Regions from separate parts of the Oryctolagus cuniculus genome. Here region 1 is linked to region 2. A link is a contact called in public Micro-C data. All regions are on one chromosome and are shown on one strand. The core of a region is the stretch at or near the end of the contact, and the rest is flanking DNA. Distances in the headings are between cores, read along the strand shown. Region 1 holds the start of ADAT1 (adenosine deaminase tRNA specific 1). Region 2 holds the start of CFDP1 (craniofacial development protein 1).

Evidence for each region. Hi-C and Micro-C count contacts between places; a contact is called where the count stands out from the background.
Region 1: a contact with region 2 is called in a Micro-C map of ear pinna, with 6 times the contacts expected there. The contact joins the promoter of ADAT1 here to the promoter of CFDP1 in region 2. A contact is called at or near these places in 2 of 6 Hi-C or Micro-C datasets (ear pinna and an unstated tissue).

What each region holds. Positions count from the first base shown.
Region 1 is chr18:58,005,181-58,008,645 of mOryCun1.1, forward strand. It overlaps ADAT1 (adenosine deaminase tRNA specific 1), which reads right to left and starts at 1,814. Exons shown (of 10, transcript XM_051847292.2): 1 at 1,082-1,814.
Region 2 is chr18:57,859,184-57,862,468 of mOryCun1.1, forward strand. It overlaps CFDP1 (craniofacial development protein 1), which reads right to left and starts at 1,393. Exons shown (of 7, transcript XM_002711685.5): 1 at 1,131-1,393. The coding sequence starts at 1,194.

The sequences.
Region 1 (3,465 bases), core at 564-3,063, 150 kb after region 2:
TCAAGTGTTCTCCTTTTCACAGGAGTCATGCTTAAGGGTATGGGCTTTCGAGTCACCCTTCTGGGGCCTAATTCTAGTTCTGCCACTAATTAACCCTATGTGACCTTGATTACCAACTACTCTACATCTGTTTAAATATGGCTGGGGTGGGCGTCCAGTCTAGCAGTTAGCCTGACAGGATGCCCACTTCCCAAAATGGAGAACCTGGATTTGGGTTCTGGCTCCTGACTCCAGCTCCTGCTAACGCAGACCTGGAAGGCAGTGGTGATGACTGAAGTAGTTAGGTCTTGCCACCTACACGGGAGACCAGGATTGAGTTCTCAACTCCCAGCTTCAGCCCAGCCTATGCCCAGCCTTTGTGGGCATTTAAAATGAACCTGTATACAGAAGCTCTGTCTCTCAAAAAAAATAATAATCTAATAGTAATAATATCTAATCTATTGGAGTTCTTGTGAAGATTAAAAAATAACAGCAAATTCTATGATGTTGAGTAATTAACATCAACTGTGATTAACATGACAAAAATAACATTTAATTTACTTTGAGGTACTTGGTGGTGGTGGGAGGGCAGAGCAAAAGGACTATAACTGGCAAATTAGAAACATGAATTAAAAAAAAAAAACCAAATTAGGCAGATCAGACCTTAAAGAGGCTTAGGACACTTTACTGGAAACTCTCCCACTCCTGGCTCTGTATCACCACTCACTAGACTCATCCTAACCTCATGTGGTCTCAATTATATCCAAAGCCTCTTGGTAGAAGATGAGATCATGTGGCAATGGGCAGAGCTAAGCACTGTAACCAAAAAAAAAAAGTTTGCAGACCTCAATGCACGTCACTTTTGAAAGACCCTTCCACACTGAGACCCGTGCATTACAATGTGCAGGCCTGAAACTGCAGTAAACGGTAATACTAAGACCATGGGGATTTAAAACAAAAATCTGGCAGGAACTGACAGAAACTGTGACTTCAAAATCAGAGAACCGGAAGTCGTCTTGCATCTCTTAGAACAAACAAAAAACATTCTGGGAGGCACCCCCAAGCGGTGAATTTTAACGAGGGCAGGTATCCGGCCACCAACCAGATACTAAACCAGAGAAGCACCACGCACGCTATCAACTAGCAGCCCAGCAAGGCCGACTCTCCCAGGAGAAAGGACTCCCTGCCACGAAGCAGCCCGAAGCAGTCATCTCGTTCAGGCAGTCGACTGAAGGAGGATGCAGCTATTGCCATGAACGAATCCTGTTTCTGCCATCCCGAGTCCATCAGAACCCAAGCCTGCGCTCCCTCCTAGATCCTGAGGGACTTCTCCAGAGAAAGCACCGCACCTGTCGGCCCACAGGACCGCAGTGCCAACAGCCCTGACCAGAAAAGTCAAGTCGGCGGCCAGGCGGAACCGCGGCTTTAGCGGGGCTCCCCGAGGCACAGCCCTCTTGGCCACTCGCGAGCTCGGGGCGGGCCCTCCAACAAGGAGAAAAGCCAGACGGGGCACTAAGGGAGCGGGCTGGGGACAACGTGAGCGCCCGACTCACGGGGTCCCGCGGCAAGCGCTGGCCGCCAGAGCACTCCACGCACGCGGTGGCTGCTGGCACTTCCGGGGACGGAGGGAACTTTCCCACGAGACACGCGTCCGGGAAAGTCCTGACATCATTTTCCCACATGAAATGGGCTCGGCAAAGTCATACCACAGGTTCCTGACTCGGGGCCGGGACCCGCTACCCCAACACACAAAACGCCCTCCCACCTCCACGCCGAGGGAACCAGCCTAACACTGGGGTCGCGGAGACGTGACGTACAAAGAGGCCGTCCCTTCCGGGCGCGCGCAGTGCACGCCGGCCCTTGTAGTCTTCGGTGGGGGCGGAGCCAAGGCCGCGGTACTGGATCCGAGTCTGGGATCCTCTTGGTGGTGTATTTTGCGATGCTCACAACAGGCTGAGGGGCCGCCTGTCGGGTTAGAGGTAGTTTCAAATGGAATGATGTATCTAGTAACACTACTCTGAACTTTCGAAACAGTGCCGCACAATAGAAATAATAAGTCATTTTGTAATTTAAAAATTTCTGGTAACCCAAAAGATGTTCAAAAGAAATACGTGAAATTAATTTTGCTCATTTATTTTACTTAGACATATATATATATATACATAAAAATCTCATTTCAACGTGTAACCAGTGTTTTAAGAAATACTGAGGTATTTTACATTGTTTTTTTCTATCCTGTGTTTAAGACATCTGGTGTATATTTTACATCTGGATTCAGATCAGCCACATTTCAAGCCGTCAATCGCCACATGTAGCTACTGTGGCAGAAGCACAGGAGTAATGCCTTCAGATTTCCAGGAATGGGTGGTATAGCACTCTGGGATAGTTCTGGAAACTCCACTCATCAGCAGTTGTTCACCTCAATTGCTAAAGAAGAGACAGTTCAGTTTTCTTATTATCTCCCAAAAGTTAAGAGGAGACAGAGTAAAGTTCTTAACTCCATCCTTCTCGTTATTACAGAGGAAAAGGGCCGTGGCCCTACTCCAAGGTTAAAGATCTGCTTGCTCCTCATTCCTGGTCCTCCCAAGTCTGTCTCTGAAAAGGCAGAACAGATTTTCCACGTGCTGGTTCACTCCCCAAATGCCCACAACAGCCAGAGCTTGGTTAGCCTGAAGCCAGGAGCCAGCAGCTCCATCCAGGTCTCCCACATGGGTGGCAGGAACCCAGGTACTGAGACGTCTCCTGCTCCCTAGGGTGCCCATAGCAGGAAGCCGGGTTGGAAGCAGGACTCTGTCCTAGGCAGGAATCCCAAGCAGTGCTTTAACCCACTGTTAAGGATTAGCATCCTCCATCCACAACAGAATCCCTCCTCGGTGCTAACACTGATCCTGGTGACGTAGGCATGAGGGTATGATGGTCCAGGGTTCCTTATCTCAGGACTGGTTCTACTATCAATCCATGTCATTTCCCATCCCTAACCCTCACACCACCACTCATTACCAAGTCCTGTATGTTTTACTTCCCATCTCTTGAACCCATCTACTCCTATGGCAGCTAGCTAATTCAAGCCACTTTGACCCATGTTGAACTGATTGCTACTTTCATCTTTTCTTTCCTAACTCCACTTCCTCTCACAGCAGACTTTTTTTTCTAAAAGATTTATTTATTTGAAAGGCAGAGAGTTACAGGGATGCAGAGGCAGAGAAAGAAAGAGTCAGTCTTCTGTCTGGTATTCACTCCCCAGAAGGAAGTGGAGCAGCCAGGACTCGAACCAGTGTCCATATGGGATGCCGGCACTGCAGGCAGTAGCTTTACCTGTTAGGACACAGCATCAGCCCCAGACAGCAATTTTCAAATGACAAGATAATCCGTCCGCTTAAATTCAAGGGCTTCCCAGCACTTTTCTCTGCAAGCTTGGGAACATGTCTGATTCCGTTCATTCCAGTAGAGCATGGCAAATTATGAGCCTTCAATATTTTGAGGAAA
Region 2 (3,285 bases), core at 143-2,642:
GAAGACCTGTCTGCCTCTCTCTGTGCCTTTCAAATACGTGAAATAAATCTTCAAACACAAAACAAGACACTGCAAGAGTCAAAGAGGACAACCAAGCCAAACCAGGGCAGGTGAGAAGACAAACATTTCGGAAGGTGAGAGTGAAAACCCAAAGAATCAACGCGGTCAGGGGGATGAGCAAGGCAAGCCTGAAAGTTCAGAGTCAAATTAGCAGTGAGCACACGGACAGCGAGGCGCTAACAGAACGTGGCAATGAACGCCAAAAGCAGGCAGGAAGGCGATCGGCCCACCACCCAACGCAGCGGTGAATGGTGTCGCAGCTCCAAAACGCAATCCGGCCAAAACGAGACGCAGGTGCACGAACGGCAGGAGGAGGAGGAGGGCCGGCGGAGGAACGGCGGGTGGAGGGTGGGGGCGGCGTGCAAAAGCCTCCCCTCGGAGAGCACCAAGCAAGGGCGCCGGGTGATGGCAAAGGCGTTTGCAAACCGAGCCTTGCAGAAACTCGACTGCGCCGAAGCACGCGCGGCCCTATTAGAACGGAAGCCAGTGTCCCGCGACCACACGGGCGGAGAACCGACGGCGAGAGCGGCCAGCAGGTTGTGCAGGGGCCCCCGAGACGGCGTGGGGGCTCCGAGCCCGGCCGGGGGCGAGGGGCCAGGGGGCACTCGCCCCACACCACAGCCGTGACCGCCCGCTTCGGTGACGGCCCCGGGGCACCGATTCCGGGCGGAGCGCCCGCGACCAGACCCCTCGTGAGGCTGGACGGCCGCACGCGCATCTCGCACGCGCCGGGAGCCAGCCATTGCCTCGGGCCAGCGGGGCCAACAGCGTCGACGTCCGCCTTCCAGAAGCTTCCGAAGCGGCGGGCGGCGTCCACGTGCCCGTTCCCGCGCTCCGCTAGGGGCGGCGGCCGAACCCCGCCCGCCCGCCGGGGACCGCTGCTCGGGACGCCCCCGCGCACAGGCCTCGCGCCGGCCCCCGGCGGGCGGGCGGTCGCGGCGGACCCGCTGGACGCCGGGAGCCCCGGGCACCGCAGGGCGCGCCGAGCGGATGCCCGCGAGCGCCAGGCGCGCTTCACGTGAGGCGGGGGGCGGGGCAGTCAGCCTCTCGCCTCGGGCGGAATCGCTCACCCGACGGCACGTAGTCCTCGTCCTCCTCCGAGGTGGAGAAGTCTTCGGAATCGAATTCCTCCATGGTGCTGCAGGTCGGGGCCAGCCAATCCACAAGACCGCAAGAGCAGCAGCCGCCCCACAACAGCAAACCTCTAGGGAGAGACCATAGAGCTGCGGCGGCGGCGGCGGCTAGGGCGGCCCGGGCTGGGTGTGCACATGCGCAGAAAGTGCTACGTGGTGGAAACACACTTCCGGTCACTGCCTCCGGGCTGACGCTCTCGTGCGGCGCGTGAGGCGGTGCGGGCCCGCCCAGAAGCGGTGCATGCTGGAACTTGTAGTCTTGGTGAAATGCGGCGCTACACTTAAGTTGCTCATCTATGGGATTAGACCTGGCTCTCGTTATTCGTGGGTTTGCCTGATGGAGAAAATACGGGTGTTAGACAAGCTCCGCTCAGGCGTGAGTTACAGCGCGGCTGGCCGCGAGTTCAAGGTGAATGAGTCGACCAGCCGGTACCCAAGAAAAACGAGCAGGAAATCCGCCGATGTGTGCGTGAGGCAGCCCCGGGGAGTACTCGCGTCTCAGCGATAGTGCGAGGTGAGGCGATGGAGACGCGCCTGAACCTGTGGATTCACGAGATGCCGGCCGACCGAACAGCGTCGTGGGCAGCCTTGTTGTGAGACTGAAAGCCGGAGGGATTCACGGCCCTGTCCCCAGGGGCAGGGATGGGCGAAGCCCCTCTCGGCCAGCGCCGGCGCTGCGGTCTGAGGACCGGGAAGCTGGCGGGCGAGGCCGGCTCTGCAGATGGATTTAACAACACATCTGCTGAGTGTTACACAGAAGAGCTGCGTGGACGCGCCGGCTTCCAGTGCCGATGACACCGGCCTGTTTTACAAGGATGTTGAAGACGAACCTATGTAACTCGTGTGGCCTCCGAAGCCCTGGACTTTAAACCATCCCGAGACCATGCAGCCTTGCTGCTGTGCGCCAGTGCCAAGGGCGACTTCAAGTGCAAACCTTCGTGGTGTACGGAGCCCAACTGAAAGGCAAAAATGTCAACCGCATGCCAGTCCACAGGAGGTGGAACAAGAAGGCTCGGGTGATGGCTGACTGGTTGAACTCTATCTCCAGAGCAGAAACCTTGCCTTCAAGGTTTTTTTTTTTTTTTTTTTTTTTTTTTTTTTTTTTTTTTTTTTTATTAATTTTGGATAATGCCCCAGCCCACTGCCGGGAAGAACTTGAAAATGCACACCCCAGGTCGGCGCTGTGGCGCGGCGGATTAAAGCCGCAGCCTGAAGCGCCGGCATCCCATGTGGCCGCCGGTTCTAGTCCTGGCTGCTCCACTTCCAATCCAGCTGTCTGCTGTGGCCTGGGAAAGCAGTAGAAGATGGCCCAAGTCCTTGGGCCCCTGCACCAGTGGGAGACCCAGAAGAAGCTCCTGGCTTCGGATCAGCTCAGCTCTGGCGTTGCAGCCATTTGGGGAGTGAACCAGCGGATGGAAGACCTCTCTCTCTCTCTCTCTCTCTCTGGCTCTACCTTGCTCTGTAACTCTTTCAAATAAATAAAATTAATCTTAAGAAAAATGCGCACCCCAACGTAGAGGTTCTTTTTATGCCCCCAAACACCACGTCTCTCAGCCAACCCCTCCATCGGGGTATAATAAAAGCTTCAAGGCACACTATAGGAGGAGCTTTACAGCAAGGCCTGGGAAACGCGCAAGGCCCACGGGGAAACCACCGTGATGCACTACTGGAAGTTGATCACCATCCACAACGTGGTCGATTACGATGGCACCGCCTGGGACAACCTCAAGCGGGCGATTATCAATACCTGCTGGAGAAGTGTTTGGCCAGACTCTGTGGAAGATTACGAAGGCTTTGAAGGTGTTGCAGAAAGCGGAGCAGTGTGGGAAACATAAAGCAGTTCACATGCGAATACGTGGAGAGGGCTTGGGCGACATGCAGGAGGAAGATGTGAGGAGGGTCTGGTGGAGAAGGCTGCAGGGCCCACCAATGAAGACCTGGATGAGAGGGCAAAACAAGGCAAGGACGGGGAGGGGATCAGCCTGAGACTCCAGGAGCCGTCCCTCTCACGCTGGCCGAAGTATCGGAATGGAATTTGGCCATGGGTAAAAATTTTTGTGACATGGAAGAGTGTGGCCCTACGCTTGATCAC